Regions from separate parts of the Mus musculus genome. Here regions 2, 3 and 4 are each linked to region 1. The links are chromatin contacts, called in public HiChIP or PLAC-seq maps. All regions are on one chromosome and are shown on one strand. Each heading gives the region's core, a stretch centred on a gene start, on an enhancer-like site or on the middle of the called end of the contact. The rest is flanking DNA. Distances are from core to core; before and after follow the strand shown.

Evidence for each region. HiChIP or PLAC-seq counts read pairs in DNA pulled down with a chosen protein or histone mark.
Region 2: a contact with region 1 is called in an H3K4me3 HiChIP or PLAC-seq map of embryonic basal ganglia, with 4 times the contacts expected there. The contact joins two enhancer-like sites. A contact is called at or near these places in 14 of 484 Hi-C or Micro-C datasets (B cells, the CH12 cell line, LSK cells and 5 more), 4 of 115 datasets of contacts at active chromatin or transcription factors (double positive thymocytes, embryonic basal ganglia, embryonic midbrain and 1 more) and 1 of 9 other capture datasets (embryonic trunk).
Region 3: an H3K4me3 HiChIP or PLAC-seq map of embryonic basal ganglia shows a contact between it and region 1, with 4 times the contacts expected there. The contact joins two enhancer-like sites. A contact is called at or near these places in 3 of 484 Hi-C or Micro-C datasets (cerebellar granule neurons, embryonic stem cells and nephron progenitors), 7 of 115 datasets of contacts at active chromatin or transcription factors (VIP interneurons, embryonic basal ganglia, embryonic forebrain and 2 more) and 2 of 9 other capture datasets (embryonic stem cells and embryonic trunk).
Region 4: a contact with region 1 is called in an H3K4me3 HiChIP or PLAC-seq map of craniofacial prominence, with 4 times the contacts expected there. The contact joins two enhancer-like sites. A contact is called at or near these places in 1 of 15 datasets of contacts at CTCF or cohesin (the NIH/3T3 cell line), 2 of 484 Hi-C or Micro-C datasets (embryonic fibroblasts and group 2 innate lymphoid cells), 10 of 115 datasets of contacts at active chromatin or transcription factors (T-cell acute lymphoblastic leukemia, cardiomyocytes, craniofacial prominence and 7 more) and 4 of 9 other capture datasets (adipose tissue, embryonic stem cells, embryonic tail and 1 more).

Annotation. Positions count from the first base shown.
Region 1 is chr5:111,392,454-111,397,452 of GRCm38.p6, forward strand. No RefSeq gene overlaps it. Among named protein-coding and RNA genes, the nearest start is that of Mn1, 22 kb to the right of the region's middle. Within about 2 kb of position 1,553, at least 85 of the 459 cell types and tissues checked have an H3K27ac peak or open chromatin away from gene starts, as enhancers often do. A contact at or near this core is called in craniofacial prominence, embryonic basal ganglia, embryonic tail and 1 more, where this site is marked.
Region 2 is chr5:111,680,010-111,685,407 of GRCm38.p6, forward strand. No RefSeq gene overlaps it. Among named protein-coding and RNA genes, the nearest start is that of Gm36434, 19 kb to the left of the region's middle. Within about 2 kb of position 1,557, at least 36 of the 459 cell types and tissues checked have an H3K27ac peak or open chromatin away from gene starts, as enhancers often do. A contact at or near this core is called in embryonic basal ganglia and neural stem cells, where this site is marked.
Region 3 is chr5:111,839,878-111,844,611 of GRCm38.p6, forward strand. No RefSeq gene overlaps it. Among named protein-coding and RNA genes, the nearest start is that of Gm36535, 49 kb to the left of the region's middle. Within about 2 kb of position 3,359, at least 33 of the 459 cell types and tissues checked have an H3K27ac peak or open chromatin away from gene starts, as enhancers often do. A contact at or near this core is called in embryonic basal ganglia, where this site is marked.
Region 4 is chr5:111,797,650-111,802,839 of GRCm38.p6, forward strand. It overlaps Gm36535 (a long non-coding RNA gene), which reads left to right. Exons shown (of 2, transcript XR_003955955.1): 2 at 3,222-5,190. Among named protein-coding and RNA genes, the nearest start is that of Gm36535, 6.9 kb to the left of the region's middle. Within about 2 kb of position 2,187, at least 171 of the 459 cell types and tissues checked have an H3K27ac peak or open chromatin away from gene starts, as enhancers often do. A contact at or near this core is called in craniofacial prominence and embryonic tail, where this site is marked.

The DNA.
Region 1 (4,999 bases), core at 303-2,802:
CTGTGTGTGTGTGTGTGTGGTGTGTGTGTGTGTGTGTGTGCGTGCATTTTGAGACAACGGTTTCTCTGTGTAGCCCTGTTCTGTAGACCAGGCTGGCCTCAAACTCAAAAGATCCAACTTCATGCTGGATTGTCAGCATGTGCCACCTCTGATAACCAACATCTTCATAATGTCTCCTCATAAAGTCCTCTGAGGCACAGCTGAGCTTCTCCATGGTGGCAGGCAAACCCTAAGACTCCACACTCGGAGGTCTCACTAATATGGAAGGGGTGGTAACTGCTCTGCCCCCCTACTGAGGCCCCCTACCTCAGTAGTACCATGTCTTCCCCCCAACCTCCAGCTGGCTTTGTGTTAGTGCTGTGGACATGAGGGGTCTCCAGGAGCCTGTGGTGTGTTCCTTCTAAGTGTGCTTGACAGCAGTTGGGGTGTCAGGGGAGCCTGACCTGTAAATCCCCGGGTGGAGCAACCCTGAGGTCAGGGCTGTTCTACTTCACCAGAGACCACTTCCCCTACACTCCTGCCCAGCATTGCCTATCTGGCTGAGGACAGTATCTGTTGGCGGTCTAGTGGGCCATGAATTCAGGATCCTGTTAATATGGGATCTATTGGGATTCCAGTCTTCCTCTCAGCCCCTACTGAGTGACAGGCACAGCTTTTCTACTCATGAGGTTGAGGTCTGGATCTGTGCATGTTAGTGCTGTCCATGGTGGGACTTCACTGCCCTAGATCTCACATCTCATTGCGATCTACCCCAAGGCTCAGCTATGCGGCAGCCATCATCTCAGGATGCTGGGAGGTGGGGAAGTGCTGGGATGAGATGGTGACCCTGTGCTTGCTCGGAGGCCTTACTGTTGCTACCCGTCTCCTGCTAGTGAGCCCTGCAAGTGTGCTTGAAACCACGGAGTCTTAGCATGGAGCTGTCTGCTCACACTCTGCCAGAGGCCATGCTGGCTGAAGGGCTTTGGCGTCTCGCACATGTACTCCGATGCCTGCCCACCCACCCCCGTTACTGAACAATAGGCCCCAAATGAAGCTTGACCCCTCTGAGCCTTGGTGTCCCGCCAGTGAAAGTCTGGATTGTCGACACTAACATGGGACATGGCTCTGTGACAAGGAAACATGAAAACAACACTTCGTGCCCTGGTTGGGCTCTTAGCTAGAGTCACCAGCCAGCGTGCATTGCCCAGGACAAAGGATTCCTGGGAGGCCAGACTTTGACTCTAAAACCAAGACAGTCATGGACAAACAGGGACCGTTGGTCACCCTGTTACAAGAGTATAGCAGTTTTCATCTAAAGACAGATGTAAACACTGGGCCATTGTATAGGAGCCAGGCAGTGCTGTAACCTGAAGCCAGTCTCACAGGGAGAACTCAAAGTGTTCTTTCCATACAGTGCTCCGTTCTCCCCAGACTGCCATGGACAGGTACATCCAGGCATATTGAGCTTGCTGCAGCCAAAGACGCTTTCCCAAAGGTGTGCATGTATGCCTGGCCCTCTGGCAGCAGCCTGCAATGTTCCCACCGGTTCATTCTTGCCACTCACCCCCAGGCTCCACCCACAATGGCCTCACGCCAGATTCTGAGACCAGGTCTGCTTTGAATGACTGGAACAGAGCAGCCCAGGATTTAACCCATTCCTGGCTTGAGTGCCTCCTGCCGTTAACCATTTCCTCCCCCCTGCCTGTGGCTCGAGTGACCCAACAACAGCCTCTCAACTCTCTCCCATTTTGCGAGGAAACATTTCTGCTTTATGACTGCATGTGCTTTCTCGTCTCTCCCGTTATCTTAATGAATTAACTGGGTGCCCATTGCTCCCTGGCCCCCCCACGGTTTACGAGCTGTTCAGCGATCACTGCGATCTTCGTCAGCTTCACACAGTTGTTGTACCGGTTCCTATTACAGTAATTGGCATGAACTTTATTCTTTTGCAGAGAGATTCTTTGGCCCGCTGAGACTGCATAACCATCTGCCATAAATTGAGACTAGTACGGCTTATTTTGGTGAATGCAAAATTGGATCCCATTCTTTACTCTGTGGCTTGATTCAACTTCCAGATGGTTAATCCACATGAAGTAATAGGAATGCACCACAGCTCTGCTTAGCTGAAGATGGAGACGTAATATTTATTTGCTGATGTGGAGGCCTCCAAACGCTGCCCTGTCGGGATGTCAATATATAACACGGCAGCACAGAAATGTCAGCTTGTTCTGCAGGAACGACAGGCTCCCCTGAGTTGCCATGGGGGGACCCCTGGGTGCCTACTCCCCCCTTCTGTCCTTGACCTAATCTCAAGAGGTTTTTATTCTCTCCTGGGCTGTTTCTTATCAGCTAGGTCTGCCTGTGTAGCTGGCTTCACATCTGCTTTGACTTTAGTGCCTGTGACATTTTCATTAATACTTCTCCAAGGTTGAGCCTTTATTCCAAATACCCTGCAGCTCCCAGAAGCTAAAGCTCAGCTGTGCCCAGCTGGGGGCTGCTGGGAAACTTGGCCCCTGAAATACCAACAAGTCTGCTGTCCCCACTCAGATGAGCTGATCAACACTTTTTAATTGTTACTGATCATGCTCACCTGCTATGCTGAAGGATGCAGAGGCAGATCTTGGGGTAGGGGGGAATTGCTTTCACTCTGGGGAATATCGACTGCCTCTGTGTGTATGCTCCGTCCTGTCCTAGACTCCTCCTGGGTCTCAGCATGTGGTGCAGGGAAGCCTGAAGCCCTGCATCTCACCACCTGGGAGTACTGACTCTTCAGGGCTCCCTGTACCAGATGGGTCCAGCAACCCAGTTTACCCAGGGCTGCTCTGGCTGAGCCCCTATCTCCTCTGTACCATTCAGAGCTGGGCAAACTGAGACAGTTGCCTACCCTATGGCCCTGTCTACTCTAGATCTGCAGAGAGAACCTCTGGAGCTCACTCTGAAAGTCCTACATTGTGGTGTGTTCTGTGGTGACTCTGACAGGGCCCATGAATTTGGCAACCACAGTAGTGAGTCTCAAGTGACTCCATGGCCTGACATCTCGTGTGCCTTTGGGTTTAGAGGGAAGACTTGATGAGAAATTAGATCAAAGAGAGTCTACACATGGGAATTAGACTTAAAAGGAGCTAGTAAGAACCAAGTGTATTGGCGCACACCTTTAATCCCTGAACCCAGGGTAGAAGCAGGCAGATCTCCGAGGCCGGCTTTAGTTATGTAGTGAGTTCCAGGCCAGCCAGATCAACATAGGGAGGCCCTTTCTCAAATAACCAAAAGAAGTGGAGTGTGTGTGTGTGTGTGTGTGTTTAAAAAAAAAAAAAAAAAAAAAAAAAAAACAAGACCCTGAAAGTTTCCAGATGGAACACAGTGCAATAAGGCAGGCAGATCTCAGAGGCTCCTCAGCAACTGAGGCTGTGGGCAAGAAAGCAAGAGGCCGGCCCCCCCACCCATCACACTCAAAGCCGCATGCCATCTCCAGTGGCTCGGGGCTGCCTGTACGGTGCAGATGGAAAGACTTTTAAGTGGGCCCCTGAAATGCATTGTTGGCAAGAGAACGGCAGCCAATCAGGAGCTGCCAAAAGGAGCCTAGGGTCCATCCAGCAGGACCAAAGCCTCTGGCTGGAGCCCATTGGCTTCAGTGGCAGGCAGCGCGTGTTTGTTCAGGTGGGCTAACTAAAGCCCCAGGCGCAGGCTGCGGTAGAGGGAGGTAAGGGTGCAGCCAAGTTGGACGCTGGCTCCATCCAGCTCCCTGGCTGGGGCAGTCACACCTTTTGCACCGGTGTTGGATGCTGTGGTCTCCACCCTCAGAAAACTCTGAGGACCTGCCCTTTCTCACTGCCTGACTAGGGCTCCTCCCTCCCCCTCAGAGGAGCTTCCTGATTCTAAAGTAGACAGGTCACATGCCTGTGCTCAATGCTGTCCCACAAAACAGGGCCATGCGCAGATTCCTTGGTCCCTCTGCTCATAATGTCTTGTTCTATTCCAGCTACACTGCCTCCTCCTGGCTAGTTTGTGACCTGCCATTCAGGTCCCTTCTGCAGTGGCTGATCCTGTCCCCTAGAATAATCACCACACTCCAAGGCTCCTCCACTGACTTACTAGGTCCAACGGGCCCTCTTCGTGTCTCCTGAACCACCTTTTGGGCCCTCTTGCAACTTGTCATAGTTTTTTCTCAGCACTTACTACAGGGTGGGTAGACAGAGCAGAAGAGGGAGTCGTTTCCCACCAGACCTGAAGTCCCAGGAGATCCCTGGCCTCTGTGGTTAAGTGTGGGTTGAATAGGCACTGTCTTCTGTCTTAGGATGGGCTGGTATCTCTCAAGAAGACGCACAGTAGTGCAGAGATTGCATACAACCAAACAGGGCTGTCCAAATGTAATAATGGCCATCCGTGTTGGTCTGCCCAGAGCAGCCATTCTGGATCATTCTGTGTAATTGGAGCACAATTAAGCATCTGGCAGTGTTTCCCTGGGCTGAGATCTGATTCTGAGCTTACTCAACACGGGCTCTGGTTTCTCTTTTGCTAGAACAACAAATCTGGATTCCCCCGAAGACAGACCCTGTGGTCTGGACTGCAGGGTAGTACTGGAGAGTGAGGCTCTCACACTGAAGAAATTCAATCTCCAGACAGTGGGCTGCATATTCAGGGACAAGTTCTTGGACTCTGCATAACATAAACGATGATTTCCACTCTGAGATGAGGAAGAGCACACACCGCGCTGAGCTGGAGCAGGAGGCTGTCCAGCCTGGGCTGCTGGAGGGACCAAGTCAGCGCAACGCCAGATGGAACCATCCGAGGTGTGCTTCACCACCATCTCCTCCCAGCCAGCACCCACTGGCCTCATGTGTCCTTCCAGAAGCGCCAGCCTCTGCGTAGAGCTTCCCCCCATGGCTGTGATCGCTGCCATCTTAAGAGCAAGTGAGCAGTCAGCTGCCTGCAAGAGTGAAGCTCAGAAATGAGAAGGTGGTGGTGGTGGTGAGCTGCAGGAGGCAACGCCATTCATGTTCTTGAGAGCCATATACCAAGG
Region 2 (5,398 bases), core at 307-2,806, 290 kb after region 1:
CAAAGTGAAGGGTTTCTCACTCAGGTGTGAGCTATGGTTGTCACCCAGAGGATTAGAAAATGTGCAAGGCTGGATGCTGGGGACAAACAGATCCGAGGTTGGACCTTCAGCTCTGTCCCAGTTCTTTCTGTGACCTGGATCTGTGGCTTTCCCTCCCAGAGCCTCTGTTTTCTCTCTTGAAGCTTGTAACATTGCATCTCTCATTTATAGATTTGGGTGGGTGGGATGTTAAAAATAACAGGTACAGAACACTAAACCCAATGCCTGGAATGGTGAACATGTTCAGTTCACAGATGTGTAAAAGCCCCATGCACCAATGGGCCTTGAGTTTGGAGCACACCAGGCTAGGGGCTGACTATCTGAGCCTGCCCCATGCATGTGTATATCTGTCTACTCATCTATCTATCTACCTACCCACCATCCATCCCTCCATCCCTCCATCCAGCCTCTTACCTATCTGTCCACCCATCCATCCATCTATCCATGCATCCATGCATCCATCCATGCATCTACCCATCCCCCCACCCACCCATCTATTCACCTACCCACCTACCTGTCCATCCATCCATCCACCCACCCATCCATTCACCTACTCACCCACTTATCCATCCATCCATCCATCCATCCATCCATCCATCCATCCATCCACCCAACTGTCCATCTCTTCACCAGAATTTTTTCTTTTCTGTTTTCTTTCGAGACAGGGTTTCTCTGTGTAGCCCTTGCTGTCTTGGAACTCGGTCTGTACCAGGGTGGTCTCAATCTCAGATCCCAGTGCCTCTGCCTCCAAAGTGCTGGGATTAAAGGCGTGCGCCTGACTTTGAGAAATGTTAATTGAGAAAATGTGTACACCTGATGTTACAGTTAAAGTAGACAGTAATGAAGAAAACCTGTCCCCCATACTCCCCAGGCTCTGATACTCTAGAGGAAGAGACACCGAATCCTTAAGGTTTGCAGCTGCTTCAAGGGCTAAGTGTGTTCCTAAGTATGATGAGGCCAGAGGAGGTCTCCTGAGGGATTGGTATGAGACCTGGGCTGAGAAGGACGGATTAAATACTAGCATTGAAGAGAGGGGAAGCGTATTTCACTGGGGCTGCACGTGCAAAGGGTTTGTGGCAGGCAGAAACCTTCTGGCCACACATTCCTGCTGTCTGGAGGGCAGAAAAGATCTAGGGGCCTGGCAGGTATTAGTCCCATGGCCACAGGAGAATCTTGACCTTTACTGTAGCACACTGGAAGCCATGGAAAGATAGAACATGAATTTTTTGAAAGTTCATTTTGTAGCCCTAAGCCTGATACGGGCGGTGTTGGCCTCAGGATCAGGGACAGGCACAGGTCTGACCCTGGCCAACCTGTCCTGGAGCCCCAGGACACTGTCTACACTGAGAAGACTATGACAGCCTGAACCCTCCAGAGGCAGGAACCCAGAACCCCTCACCCCAGCCAGTGGGTTCATTTACATGATCCTAGCTTAATTCATCCAGGGTATGTAAATGTATGCAAACCAGCATCCAGGAGAGGCAAAAATAGCAGGATGCATTAGCATGCCTCGCAGGAACATCGTTTTATGCAAATGGTTGCTGGGCCTACTGAGTGGGCAGAAAGGGGCATCTTCTCATCTCCAAGAGGGCCAGCTTCCTGACCCGCCCTGGACCCTGGCCAACTCTGCCATCAAGGGCGGGGGCAAGCGGGGAGGTCACAGGTACGGGGACAGACAGAATGGGAGGACCTTGGAGGGCTGCTATCCTGGAGTCTGGTGAGGTCCCTAGGATGGTGGGACCTCAGTCAGCTGCTGTCCTGGCTAGTCTTTGCCTCCACCCTGCGTCCCTCCTCCCTCTCTGCTCTGGCTAGTCCTCCTCACAAGCCTCCCTCTGATTGCTTTCCTGTACTGGCTTCTCTGAGATCAGACACAGACCTCCCACCCCTGGCAGCCTGCATTGTACATCCTGGGCACTGGTTCTGCTTTTCCAGGCCTCACCTCTGTCCTTCTCACACCTCTTGCCTCTGTGCCCCCATCCCCATCCCCCGAGTCCCACGCCAGTGTCTGTCTGGCTCTGACATTCCCTGTCACTTCTCCTCAGCTGTCTCCCCGTTTATGTTTCTTTCTCTGCCTCTGTCTCTCTCCTTGTCTTGCTTTGTCTCTGGCTGTTCCTGTCTCTTATTCTTCCCCTGTCTGCTTTTTCTCTTCTCTCCATATCTATTTCTGTCTCTCTGTCTGTGAGGCTCTCTGTCTGTCTGCTTCTGTCTGCAGGTCTCTCCTCCCTAGATTTTTTTCGTCTCCTTTTCTGTGCTTGTCTCTGCTCTTTCTATATCCACCCCCCATCTCAGGAGACCCCCTCCACTCCATCTCAGGAGACCCCCCTCCACCCCATCTCAAGAGACCCCCCTCCACCCCCTCTCAGGAGACACTGAGGGACTGCCCCCCCAGAAGTACTCCTTCCTGCTCCTGGGATCACCAGAAGATGTGTGGCCATTTGGGGGAGACATGGGGTCTCCCTACAACCCACATTCTGGTGACACCCAGATTCTGGCTGCCATCCACATCAGGAGGGCTGGGGGCCTGAGAACCCTTTTGAAGCTAGGGCCCTTGCTAGCTGAGATTGCCTGGGTTGGGTGAAAGCCAGGGATATGGCTTGGTAGTGACTGAGATTGGGTGATAGCTACTAAGTAAGGGCTGCCTCTTTGCCTCAGTTTCCTTTGCTGAGATGTGGTCCTACTGTGGTCCAAGTCAGGGCTTGCTGCGACTCAGCAACATTGCTCTCAAGTGTATGTCACCCATCTTGCCTTGACTTCCACTTGTGCCTATTGGCCTCAGTCAACCATCTTGCCTTGATTTCCACCTGTACCCATTAGTCTCAGTTTCCCCACCTGGAGACCAGTCCTGCCATTAGGTCATAGGGTGGTGGTTCCATAAACTGTCCTTTTCCTTCCTTCTCCAACTTTGCTGGTGGGTTCCTGGCATCTCTGTGCCTCAGTTTCCTTTTTTGTGGTACAGATGATACAAATTGCCTTCTGAGGTCTCCTGGACACACTGGACTGAATGGGGGTGTCCTATAGGTGACAGATGGTCAGTGTCAGCCCCACAGTGCCACCAAGTGGCCATGCAGGTCACCATGGGGCAGCCTTGGGTCTAGAGTTGGGGGCAGCTATGTTTCTGACCTGTGCCAGGCTCTCCTGGAGCCCTCAGACCCATATGCAAATTATATGAAGGATCCATCCAGGGGCCCCTTGTCCTGCAGAGGCAAGTTCAGACACCAGGTGCTAGACCTACTTTACAAATGCTGGGTGACATCAGGATGGTGTACTCACCTCTCTGAGCCCTGCTTTCCTCATCACACCAGACTGCTGTGGGGGGATCCCTGAAGCAGGAAATGGCTGATCCAGGGCTTCCTCCCCACTCCCCTCGTTCATCAACACCCACTGTATAGTATCCATACGGGGCCAACAATGACTACTGTAGTAACAGCTTGTCCCTAAAGGCTTAGCTCACAGTGTAGGGGGAGAGGGACCACATTGTGCAGTGTCAGCAGAGAACGTCCAGTAGAGACTGGAAAGGGGAAAGATGGGGAGGGAGCCTGCAAATTAGGGTTGACAGCCAGAGGAGGCAGAGTTTAATCAGATGTCCGAGGTAATGGGCTATCAGGCAGAGAGTAAAAGGTGTGTGCAAAGATCCTGAGGCAGGCCACGGCCCCTGGAAGGCGACCAACGGTAATCTTCAGTTCTGCAGCCCTCTCGAAAACCAGATCCTGTTTCTCTCCCGGGTGTTAAGCCTCTGAGAAAATCACCAGGAAGGTTTTAAAGCAAAACAAAAGCCTTTTCTGGGCTGTCCCCAGGACCATCTCTGGGTACTTAGAGTCAGCTTGCTCAGTCTTTATGTCAACGGCCGAACTTGGGTGTCCTTCACACCCCACCCTGTGGTGCAGCTACCTGGGAGCTACTGAGATGCACTAAAGTGAGCCCCTCAAAGTGGCCCTAGTGGGACCCCTCTCCTGGCCCCTGCAAGTCTAGTCCACCTCCCCGTAGGATCTGAGACACGGACTCAGATTGGATTGGTCGTGTCTGTGCCTTGTGAGATCGATCAAACCAATGGATTGGTCGTGCCTAGCCTGGAAACAGCCAGAGGCTCTAAGAACCCACTGGATTAAATCTGCCGCTACCTGAATGTCTTCATTTCACCCCTTTAAGACCAACCATCTAAATGCTGTTACACATAGGTTAAGCCCATAAGAGATGGTGTCCTTGCCTTGGAGGAAGAGGGAGCCTGTGAGAACCGCTCAGATCCTCGGTGGCAGAAGGCTGCCTATAGGTTGCTCCAGCCTTAACAGCTTCAGAGTGGGTAACACGAATTAGTTCTAAACGTTCAGGGTGGTCTTTAACGAGGACTCCTTAGGGGATTCATTTTGCTTTTGACCTGTGGTTTCCTTGTTTCTGTGAGACCCGGCAAGAAGGCTCCAAGATCGGAAGAGAGCAGAAAGCTTCTGGAAGCTTGTTTGCCCACATGTCTGTTAGTAGGTGCAGTTGGAGCTATTGAGGGTTACAGTAACACGTATGCGACTTTCCATGTGATCTGGGCTTCATCATTAGGGTTTATCGAAACCCTAAGGTGCCTGTCCCGGGCAGTATGACCTTACTGTAGACGTTCCTGCAACCCCTTCCAGGAATTTCCTTCATTCGTGGAGTTCAAAGGGCATCTGGTTTCAGGAGGAGAAGGGTTGTTGTCTGGAAGCGTCTGAGAAGGCCAGTAAGGATGTTTTGGGGCAATGCATTCTACTGTAAGGACAGAAATAGCTGAGAGGACAGTATCTGCCTGGGTCCTCTGCATGGTCACACACATTAGCTTAGTTCATTCCAACACTCATGTCCAAGGAATCACTCCATCCCCTGATTTCTGGCCCCAATCACCGGCATCCACTTTGCCCCCCGCTCCCAGTCCATGTTTTTCATATACACAGATTCACAAAAGCATGACCTCGTATATCTGGTCTCTTTAGCATGTCTTTTCCAGGGCATTTTAGCATGGCTGAATATCCTATTCACTTACATGCTGAGTAATATTCTCGTTACGCACACAGCACAGTGTAGTTACTCATTCCCTTGTTGGTGAACACATGGTTGACTCCCACTTGTTACTGTGAGCATTGTGAACGAGATGGCTTTTAAGATTTTACTTATTTTATATTAATTACTTGCCTTCTGTATTTGAGTGTTTTGTTCACATGGATTATGTACCACGTGTGTCCCTGGAGGGCCTGGAGGTCAGAATAGGGTGTCAAATATCCTGCCATTAGAATTATGGATGGTTGTGGGCCAGCATGTGGTGCTGGAAATACAACCTGGACCCTCTGGAAGAGCAACAAGCGCTCTTAACTGCTAAGCCATCTCTCCAGCCACAAGAAAG
Region 3 (4,734 bases), core at 2,109-4,608, 450 kb after region 1:
TTAGAAGCTACTCTGAGTCAGACCACTGTAGTCAATGTCAAAAAACATGGAAAACTTATGAGGTCTCCAGTGAAGAAATGATTCTCATGGGGCTATCCACTAATCCACCCATCCATCCATCCACTCATCCATTCATCCATCCATCCACTCATCCATCCATATATCTATTCATCTACCCACTCATCCATCCACCCACTCATCCATCCATCCATCCATTCACTCATCCACTCACTCATCTACCCACCCACTCACTCATCCATCCATCATCCATCCATCCATCCATCATCCATCCATCCATCCATCCATCCACTTATCAACTCTTCCACTCATCCACCAACCCATCCCTCCCTCCCTCACTCCCTCCTCCCCTCCCTCCCTCCCTCCCTCCCTCCCTCCATCCATCCACCCGCCCATCCACTCATCCCTTGGTTCCTCTATCCATCTACTCTTCTGTCCTTCCACCTCTCACTCCCTCTCCACCTATCTAATAGCAAATAGATTGCTTGCCTTTCATGTAGGAGTCCTTAGCTCCCATATACAGAACTGAAAAACAAAACAAAACAAAACAAAACAAAACAAAACAAAAGATCTGCCTGGAATCAGAACGATTTACCATGAGCAGTGTCTATTGGGAGATTTGCACTAAGTGGGCCAGACTTGTGACCCCTGGGAGCACTGGGCCCAAAGAAAACCATCTCTTGTGATGCCTCTAGTTCTGGCAGACCCTCCAGGTAAGACTGCAGCTGGGCGAGGACCCTCTTCAGTGTATGAACAAGGCTGCCTGCTAGTGTGAGAGGAGGATGCTGTCTCTCCAGGGAGGAGAGCATTCAAAATGGCTCTTGAGTGGCAAGAAGCATTTGTGATGATTTGAGGTGTGGGGGTCATCAGGCAGCTCACAGGGGCTAATGCTAGCAACCAGGGCAGATTTGCTTCACTGAGGCCCCAGACTCTGAGAAAATGGCAGTTTCTGCTCAGGAGCAGCCACTCAACCCTCAATGCTGTGCCAGCCTGGCACAGCTTCAGGTCCCAGCTTCCTGTTCTTTCACATACCAACAATAAGCCCGGGTCTGTGTCATAACTGATCTACTGAGAACCCACAACTCTGCCTGCTGTAGGCTCCCTCGACCCTCAAGTATCCACTCACCAATACAAATTCTCCAACAGGCTCTGTTTCACTATTTCAAATCACCTCTCCTCACAGTGGGCAGACTCTAGCTTGAGGGAATGCCCCAAGACCCAAAACTCAAACCACCTTCTAGTGAGACATCTTAACTATGGAAATACCCCCAAGTGAGCACTGAGTTCTGTGTAAGGATCTAGTCTAGGTTCAACTACCTTCAGACTGTCTTTGAAACATGTTATTCACTTCTTGTTCATCCATTCACACATCCACCTACCCATCCATCCATCCATCCATCCATCCATCCACTCACTCATCCCTCCATCCACCCACCCATCCATCCATTCATCTATCCACCCACTGATCCATCCATCCCAACCTTCTATTTGTGACCTTGTAAACCTTGTATATGTACACACACACACACCAGAGAAATGTGTACACACACAACACACAGACACACACACATGCACACAGACACACATGCACAAAGGCACACACAGATATACACACACAAACACACACACATGTACACAGACACACACACAAACACATGCATACAGATGCAGACATACAGACACACACATAGACACACATTTACAAACACACACAGGCATACACATACATGCACACAGACACAGACATACAGACACACACACATACACACACAGAGACACACATATACAAACACAAACATAAGCGCACACACACACACACATACACAAAAACACAGACACACACACACACACACACACACACACACACACACACACAGACACATTAACTTCATCTTCCATTTACCTCAGCTTCCTCATCTCCCAGCTCAAAGGTCTCCTGTGCCCTCTTCATTTCATTATAAAATTGTTTATTTATTATTTGTTTGTTCTCAAACCCCAAAGCCTTTAAATTTAGCAGATGTGTCTGTGAGCTTCCCCAAGCATTGCAGCGCTGTGACACTGACAGAAATGGTTTGTGATTGATCGATGCCGAGGCCCCCACCGATCTTTTTTATGAGATGTTGCGGTAGATCCCAGGGAGGTACCACTGTGGTTTCGCTGTGAGGTCTCAAGTGCATCCATTCCCCCTTTCTCAGGACTTGAAACGTATCTGGCTCCTTGGGGGACTTGTCCTTTCGTGGCTTCGGATATTAGAACACCTCCCATTCTGTTTTCTCTAGGGGTGCCCACTTCAAGAATGTAGGGCGGGCAGTGTGGTCCCTGCCTCCAAGCCTGCAACCTTGCGGTCTGCAGTTCCTTGATTATCATAGGGGGTTTTCATGTCCCTTAAAGTACAGCCTGTGTCCTGTTCAGTGAAAGTAACAGGGAGAGAGTGAGGGCATCGTCATGGGGTTTCCTGTGAGAACCCCAGTCACTCTGCCTCCTGTCTGGGAAGTGCAAGATTGGGGCGGTGCTACCTGAAGCATGAATTCAAAAAGAAAAGTCAGATGTTGGGCATGGGGGTGCACACGTGTCACCCCAGCATCCTGGATGCCGAGTTCTGGGAGGACATCAAGTTCTGGGTGACTCTGTCTCAAAAAAAAAAAAAAAAAAAGACGGAAAAACAAAACAAAACTGTGTCACGTGACCTCGATGTACGCGTAAGAACCAACAGAGCATGCTCCACACACTGGCAGCAGGCATGCCCGGGGCAGGATCTCGGGTTTCCGGTGTTGTACTGAAATACACCAGGCAGAGCATTTTATAAAGAGAGAGGCTGTCGGGTCACAGAACTGCGCATCTCCTGGACTTTAGTGGGGGTTCCCCGGCGATGGTTCACGGTGGAGGATGCGGTGTATGAGGGGAAAGGAGGGGAAGGAGAGGGATTTAGGGCACCCGAGGACTTGCTTTCATTCTCCAAGATCCTGTCTACTCATACAGTCACATTCTGAGATCAAAGGGGGGGGGGAGGGGTGGGATGCTGAGCATACAAATTGGGGGTGCACAACTATATCATAATACAGTGTGTGTGACTTGGAACACCCCAATATCCCAGAGTCTGCCTCTCCTCACTCCCTGGTGCCCCCCAAGGGGGCTGGTTTGCTTCTTCTACTCTCTGACATCCCAGTCCCTTACTTTCATGTCTGTCCCTCTTTCCCAGTCCCTCTGGCCTTTGTATGGAAATAACCCATGTGTCACAGGAGACAAGTCTTTGTTCAAAAAGCTACTGCAGCAGCCAGCACCCAGAGCTCCTCCAACACAGGTCACTGTCCTGTTCAGGGATGTTTGTTGATTGCTCATTGACCTGGGAGTCCTCTGTCTTCAGATGAGAGTAGCTCTGAGCCTGCTTGCTACATACTTGTGCTCTCTCCTCTCCTCTCCTCTCCTCTCCTCTCCTCTCCTCTCCTCTCCTCTCCTCTCCTCTCCTCACCTCTCCTCTCCTCCCCTCTTTCCCTTCCTTTCCTTTTTCCCCATTCTCCCCCCCCTCCAGAAGCCTTAGTCACAAACAATCAGGGTGGGACAATGTCTTCTCCAGGAGAGATATGGGGGTCATCTTTTATTAAGAAGAGAGCTTTTGAAATGCACGGTGAGTGGTGTCCCCCTCATTAGCCGGAGAGGGATCAGGACCAGCAATCTAGTTGATCAGCAGCCGCAATTTATTTTAAACTGCCCGTTTTCTGGATGTCAGAGGACGACTTTTATGTATAATCTTATTTCCAATTTCAACAAAGAACACTTCACTCATGTTGGGTGCAGAGATTTTTTTTTCCTCTCCATAGACAATAACCGATTATAAAAGCAGCTCCCGGCCGCCTCCCCCCCCCCCCAACCCATCTCGTCGTGGTGTTGACATATGGAAATGAGGCAAATGTAATCCCTGTAATTACAAGCATTGTAAGCAGGGTACAATTAGTGTCTCTCCAAGCCGATGTTGTAATCAAAAGACGTTGGTGACACAGTCCAAGGATGGAGGAGACACTCCACAGAACCCAACATGGGTTGGAAAGAAGTTTCTTTCTTTCATTTTCTTCTTCTTCCCACACGGAGACAAATGTCGCCTCCTATTCTCTCATGAGTGGGTGAGGAGAAATCAGTTCTAATTATTTACTCCGCCCATCTAGACCCACGCAGACAGACAAGGGGGCTCCACTTTAAAAATAAACCCAGCCACGTGGCAGGTAGGGCTGGGCTCTGCGGGAGCTGGAATATTTAGACGGTGGCTTTTAAGGTCACCTGTTCTACCGGGGGTATGTCAAGGCACCCGCTGGCCAAATGGGGCCCCATGGGTGAAAGTCAGACACCCACAGGGCTTCCATGTTATCAAACACATTTGGGGCTCAGGGCTGTGGCCGTCACAGATACTTTGCTCATATTTTATTTGAAAACCTTTGTCGGCGTTTAGGTGCCAAGGGGGGTTTGTAGCAAGCATGTGACGCCCGACTCCTGAGAAATTAGAGCTGATCACAAAGGGGAGACCTGTGGTGACACAGGACACCATGGGTGTCCAGTGCCTGTAGGTCCCTGGGGATTCCCACCACTTGCTCAATTCCCACTGAACCACCAAGTTGAAGGAGCTCCACAGACTGGGGCTGTCTGCAGAGTTTGTGGGAGAGCCATTGTGCCTTCCACCTCGGCTGTCTTCCATTTCTATGAAGCACAGTCCCCTTCCTAGTCCCC
Region 4 (5,190 bases), core at 937-3,436, 410 kb after region 1:
GTGTTGTCAAATGAGTCAGGACAGTTCTGTCTCAACCATCCCCAACCCAGACTCATCTCTTCACAAACTCCAAACAGGTTGTTATTTATTTATCTGTGTTTACATTAATTCATTATCCCATTCCTTTAAGTTGTTAATCCAGTTATCTATCTATCTATCTATCTATCTATCTATCTATCTATCCATCTATCTATATCCATCCATTCATCTATCCACCCACCCACCCATCCACTCACCCACCTATCCATCCATCCATCCATCCATCCATCCATCCATCCATCCACCCATTCATCTACCTATTCTATCTATCTATCTATCTATCTATCTATCTATCTATCCTATCCTATCCATCTATCTATATCCATCCATTCCATCTATCCACCCACCCACCCATCCACTCACCCACCTATCCATCCACCTATCCATCCACCCATCCATCCATCCATCCATCCATCTACCTATTCTATCTATCTATCTATCTATCTATCTATCTATCTATCTATCCATCCATCCACCCACCCACCCACCCACCCACCCATCCATCTATCGATCTATCTATAACCTGTCTACCCACCTATTACCTATTTATCATCTATTTATGTGTTTATCTGTTGATCATCTATGTGTTTATCAGTCGATCGTCTATCATCTATCTATCTATCTATCTATCTATCTATCTATCTATCTATCCATCCATCTATCTCTATCATCTACCTATGTATTTGCCTATCAATCTATCAACCTATCAATCATCTATCTATGTATCTATCAACATACCATCTATTTATCTAATCTATCATAATGTATCTATTTATCTATTATCTATCTATGAATCCCTCTATCAATCTGTCATCTATCTAATCTATCATCTATCTACCATCTCTTCACCTATTATCTAGCTATCTATCCATCTATCCATTTGTCTGTGTCCACTCATCCATCCATCCATCCATCCACTCCAGAACAAGCCTGTCCTGTCTTCTGGTTCCCAGGGAATCCTGCTGTGTGTTCTCACGTGGCTCACTGTTTCTCTGAACTCCAATTCTCTCAGTATAGGTGAAGCTTGGAAACACTTCTACACACCAGGGCAGCGTGAATGTCTGTTAAAGACTGGCCGATATGTTATATCTCTAGACAGATAGTGTGAGTCTAAGTCTGAATCAGTAGAGGAAGGGGACCAGGACTCTGCCTTGCACCCACAGAAGATTCCAAAGTTTCTTTCCTCCAACATAGTGGGTTCCTGGTTCTAGTGGCTTGGAAGGTGGTGGGGTATCCTCCCCATGATGGACACATTTATACTGTGCCTTCCCACCGACCCCGGGGCTTCCCCAGCGGGCGTCACCTCCTACTTACACCCATGGATGGTCCTTATGGGTCCTTATACTTTGTTCTTCTCCATGTCCCAGCACCAGCACTCTCAGGGATGGGCTAGCACAGGGATATTCAACTAGGCCCCCAGACTGGCCCCTCTGATCTAATCCAAACCAAACCAGGAGAGCAAAACCCTTAGAGGCTGCACAGCCACGGCAGAGCCCTCGTATGGAGCTGCAGGCCTTTGGCCAGGCGCTCTGCCTTCCTTGCCTCCGATCATTCTGAGCCCTGAGAATGCTCTAGAGATGCCTTGGCTGTGCAGAACCTTTTGTAAATTGTCTCATTCCTAAGAGCCCTTCCTTCCTCAAGAGAGGGAGACAGGGGGAGAAAGGCAGAGGGAGAGAAGTGAGAGAAGAAAAGGAAGGAAGGGGTTTTTATCTGCAGCTTGAGCCTCTCCTTAGGATCAGAGTTTTGTGCACTGTTTGAATAAGGTCCACAGTTGAAGGTCACTAGCCATGCCTCTCCTGTGATGAGAGCCTGGCTTGGGAACCCAGTTCTGGCCTGTAACTCAGAGAAACCAGCTTTAAAAGCACGAGTCCAGGGTGGGATGCCTCCAGAGTATTGGCTGGAGGGACCCACTCAGGGACCCTCTCTCGGCAGAGGCAGCCTAGAGGGAGGAGAAGAGCAACAAGCCAGAGAAAGAGGCCAGGCTGGGGCTGGGACAGAGAGTCCTGAATCCCATCTCCAGGTGACTCAGTGCCTGCTTTTGACCTTGGCATTGACCTCAAGAGCCTTCTGCCAGCCTAGGATGTGCGTAGGAAGGTCTCCACACCCAGCTTTGGCTGGCCGCCTTCGGGCCAGGTCACCCGAGGCCAGGCTTGCCTCATCTCGGATTCTTTTCCTTCTCCACGCTGCTCTGTCCTGGCTGCTTTGCTCACTGCAAGTCAGCACCCGTCTGCCTTGGACTGGGTCATATTACAACCACAGCCGGGGCCCGGGGACCCAACCACGGTGTGCCAGAGCAGGTGGCTCGCCTGGGACCCTGAAGTGCACACAGCAAGGTCCACGTTCCTGAGTTTTGTACAAAATCGTCCACAGACTTTAGAATCCACCAGGACGCAGGAGTCAAGACAGCTGGCCTAATGCGACTTGAGCAGAGAAGCCCAGCCCTGCTCAAGACAGCCAGCCACAGGAAGTGACTGAGCCCAGGGCCTAGGCCAAGAGCCTTGGCAGGCCAGCTCTGCAGCCTGGGGAGTCACTGGGCTCCTCAAGTTACAGGAGCTGTTGTCATGGATACCAGTGGTTTTATGGTCTAGCAAGTGGAAACACAGGACACCCAGTTCCATTTGAGCGTCAGATCAACAGTGTAAGTCAACCCCTGGCCGTGCTTGGGAGACACTGATCCTAAGGGTCATTCTTTTCTTTTCTGGATTCTCACATACCAGGGTCCCTGGTGTTTGACCCATCAAACGATGGCCTCATTATTCTTGAAGGAAACCCCTTGAATGGAAGCATCCTCTCCCCTGTGATGTGCAGAGTCCCCAGATGTCAGGAACTCAGAGATCATTTCTCCTAGACTGTGAATGTTAGGTACCCAATACAGATGTCAGCAGTGTCTGTGATGTTGATAACAATTAATAACACTTGACACGGATGTTAGTGCTCATTCGCAGAGCGTCCGCTGTGCTCCAGACACACCCTTTGCTCAACTCTGTCACGTCTTCACTCAGGGACCCTGCGCATGGTGGCTGCATCCTGTCATCATGAACCAGGTTGTTCACAGGGCTCATTCGAGATAGATGCTACAGAGTGTGTGTCCCCCAACTGCCATGGTGGGGCGCTGTGCTGAGTGGCTTGTGAGGGTCACCTCATAAAGTGTCGACTGTTCTGTACACGGAAGTTATTCCTAGGTCATCGGGAGGTCTCTACTTTGAAAGTGGGGAAACTGAGTCTCAAGCTCGGGGACATCAATAGTCAGGAAGCTCAGATCCACAGAGAGAAGCTGGCTTCTGCCCGAGTTCCATACTCCTCTAGGCTTCTCCATCGGCCACATGGTAAGTTGGATCGAGGGTAGACAAGCTGGAGCTGTGCATGTCCCCAGCTGTGCCTAAGGGACCCTACTTCCCCTGAGAACAAAGCTATCACCAAGCCTGTCTCTGCTGCAGTTCATGTCCCAGCTGTGGCTCAGGGTCCCCCAATTCCCCTGCTACAGTGCATGTCCCAGCTGTGCCTCAGGGACCCCATGTTCCCTGCTGCAGTGCATGTCCCTAGATGTGCCTCAGGGTCCCCATGTCCCCTGCTGCAGTGTGTGTCCCCAGCTGTGTCTCAGGGTTCCCCCAATTCTCCTGCTGTAGTACATGTTCCCAGCTGTGTCTCATGGACCCCAGTTCCTCTGAGAACAGCATTATCACCAAGCCTGTCTCAGATGGGGTTGAGGTTTCCTCTGCACACAATAAAGGCCCTGGGACAAATGCTTTCCAGCGCCGATGGCTGGTGCAGTAGTGAGGAAGCTTAAAGGGCAGGGCTCTAGAGAGCTTAGAATAGTTTGTTTTTTTTTTTCATTGCTGTGAAGAAATATCCTACAAGAGCCATCAGAAGGAGAAGGGTTTTATTCTGTCCCCGATTGAGGACATCATGCCCATCAGGAAAGACAAGGCATGAGAAAGCAGACCACACATGGCATCCACAGTCACAAATGCTGGTACTCAGTTCAATTTCTTCTTTGTATCCAGGCCTGGATCCTAGCCCAGGGATGGTGGTTTTCACATTTAGAGTGTATCTCCCATCTCAGTTAACCTAACCTTAGAAATTCCGTCACAGACAGGCCCAGAGGTCTGACTCCTAGGTGATGCTGGAGACTGTCCATTCAACAACATTACCATTTTGGGGGCTGGAGAGATGGCTCAGTGGTTAAGAGCACTGACTACTCTTCCGAAGGTCCTGAGTTCAAATCCCGACAACAACATGATGGCTCACAACCATCCGTAATGAGATCTGATGCCCTCTTCTGGGGTGTCTGTAGACAGCTACAGTGTACTTACATATAATAAACAAACAAACAAACAAATGTATCTTTTAAAACAAACAAAAACACCATTACCATTTTAACCAACAGAGAGGGTTCTGTGACTTCCAGAGCTCTGTGACCTTGAACACACTCCCCAGCCCCTTGGCCCCACATCTTCTATCTCTGGAATGGGAATGATGTCAGTCTATAGGAGTATCTGAAGTCACTGTTGGGGCAGAGCTACAGAGAAGGATCTGGTGTGGGTGGCTTCTTTTCAAGGTGAATTCAGGATGCTGGAATCCAGGGCAGTGAGCGGCAGGAAATAAAGACCTGGTCCCTATGTTCAGGAACAGATGACTATGGCAGACACGGGGAGCTTGGTCCTGCTGGGAACCCCAGGGAGCAGATCAGGGTCCACACTGGGCTGCTCTCAGCCAGGTGCATGGCACCAGATGGTCATTCCCTCTTCTCCAGTCTCCTTCTGAAATGATGCCTCACAGATTGGGTGTGTCTGACCCTGAGAACCAAAGGGAGTCCTGGACAACGAGAGTAGACAGAGGTGGATCTCAGAAGTCAAGTAGGCACAGATACAACCCTAGTCACAGCTACACACATCTCTTGAAAATCCCCCTCAAGTTGAAAAATACCCTACTACTAAAACACGAACAGTGACCATAGCTATATCTTGGCATCTTCAGGAATAAATGAATGGCAACCCAGGATGAAAACCTAGGGGCTTGATCTCACTCAGAGGCTTCAAGGCTAGTGCTATCTTGTGATGTCCAACTGCTCAGAGAAGTACCCCATCCCCCATATCTCCCTGTGCTCCAAGGAGGGAAAGCTTTCTGCATTCTAAGGGAAGCTTGAAACCC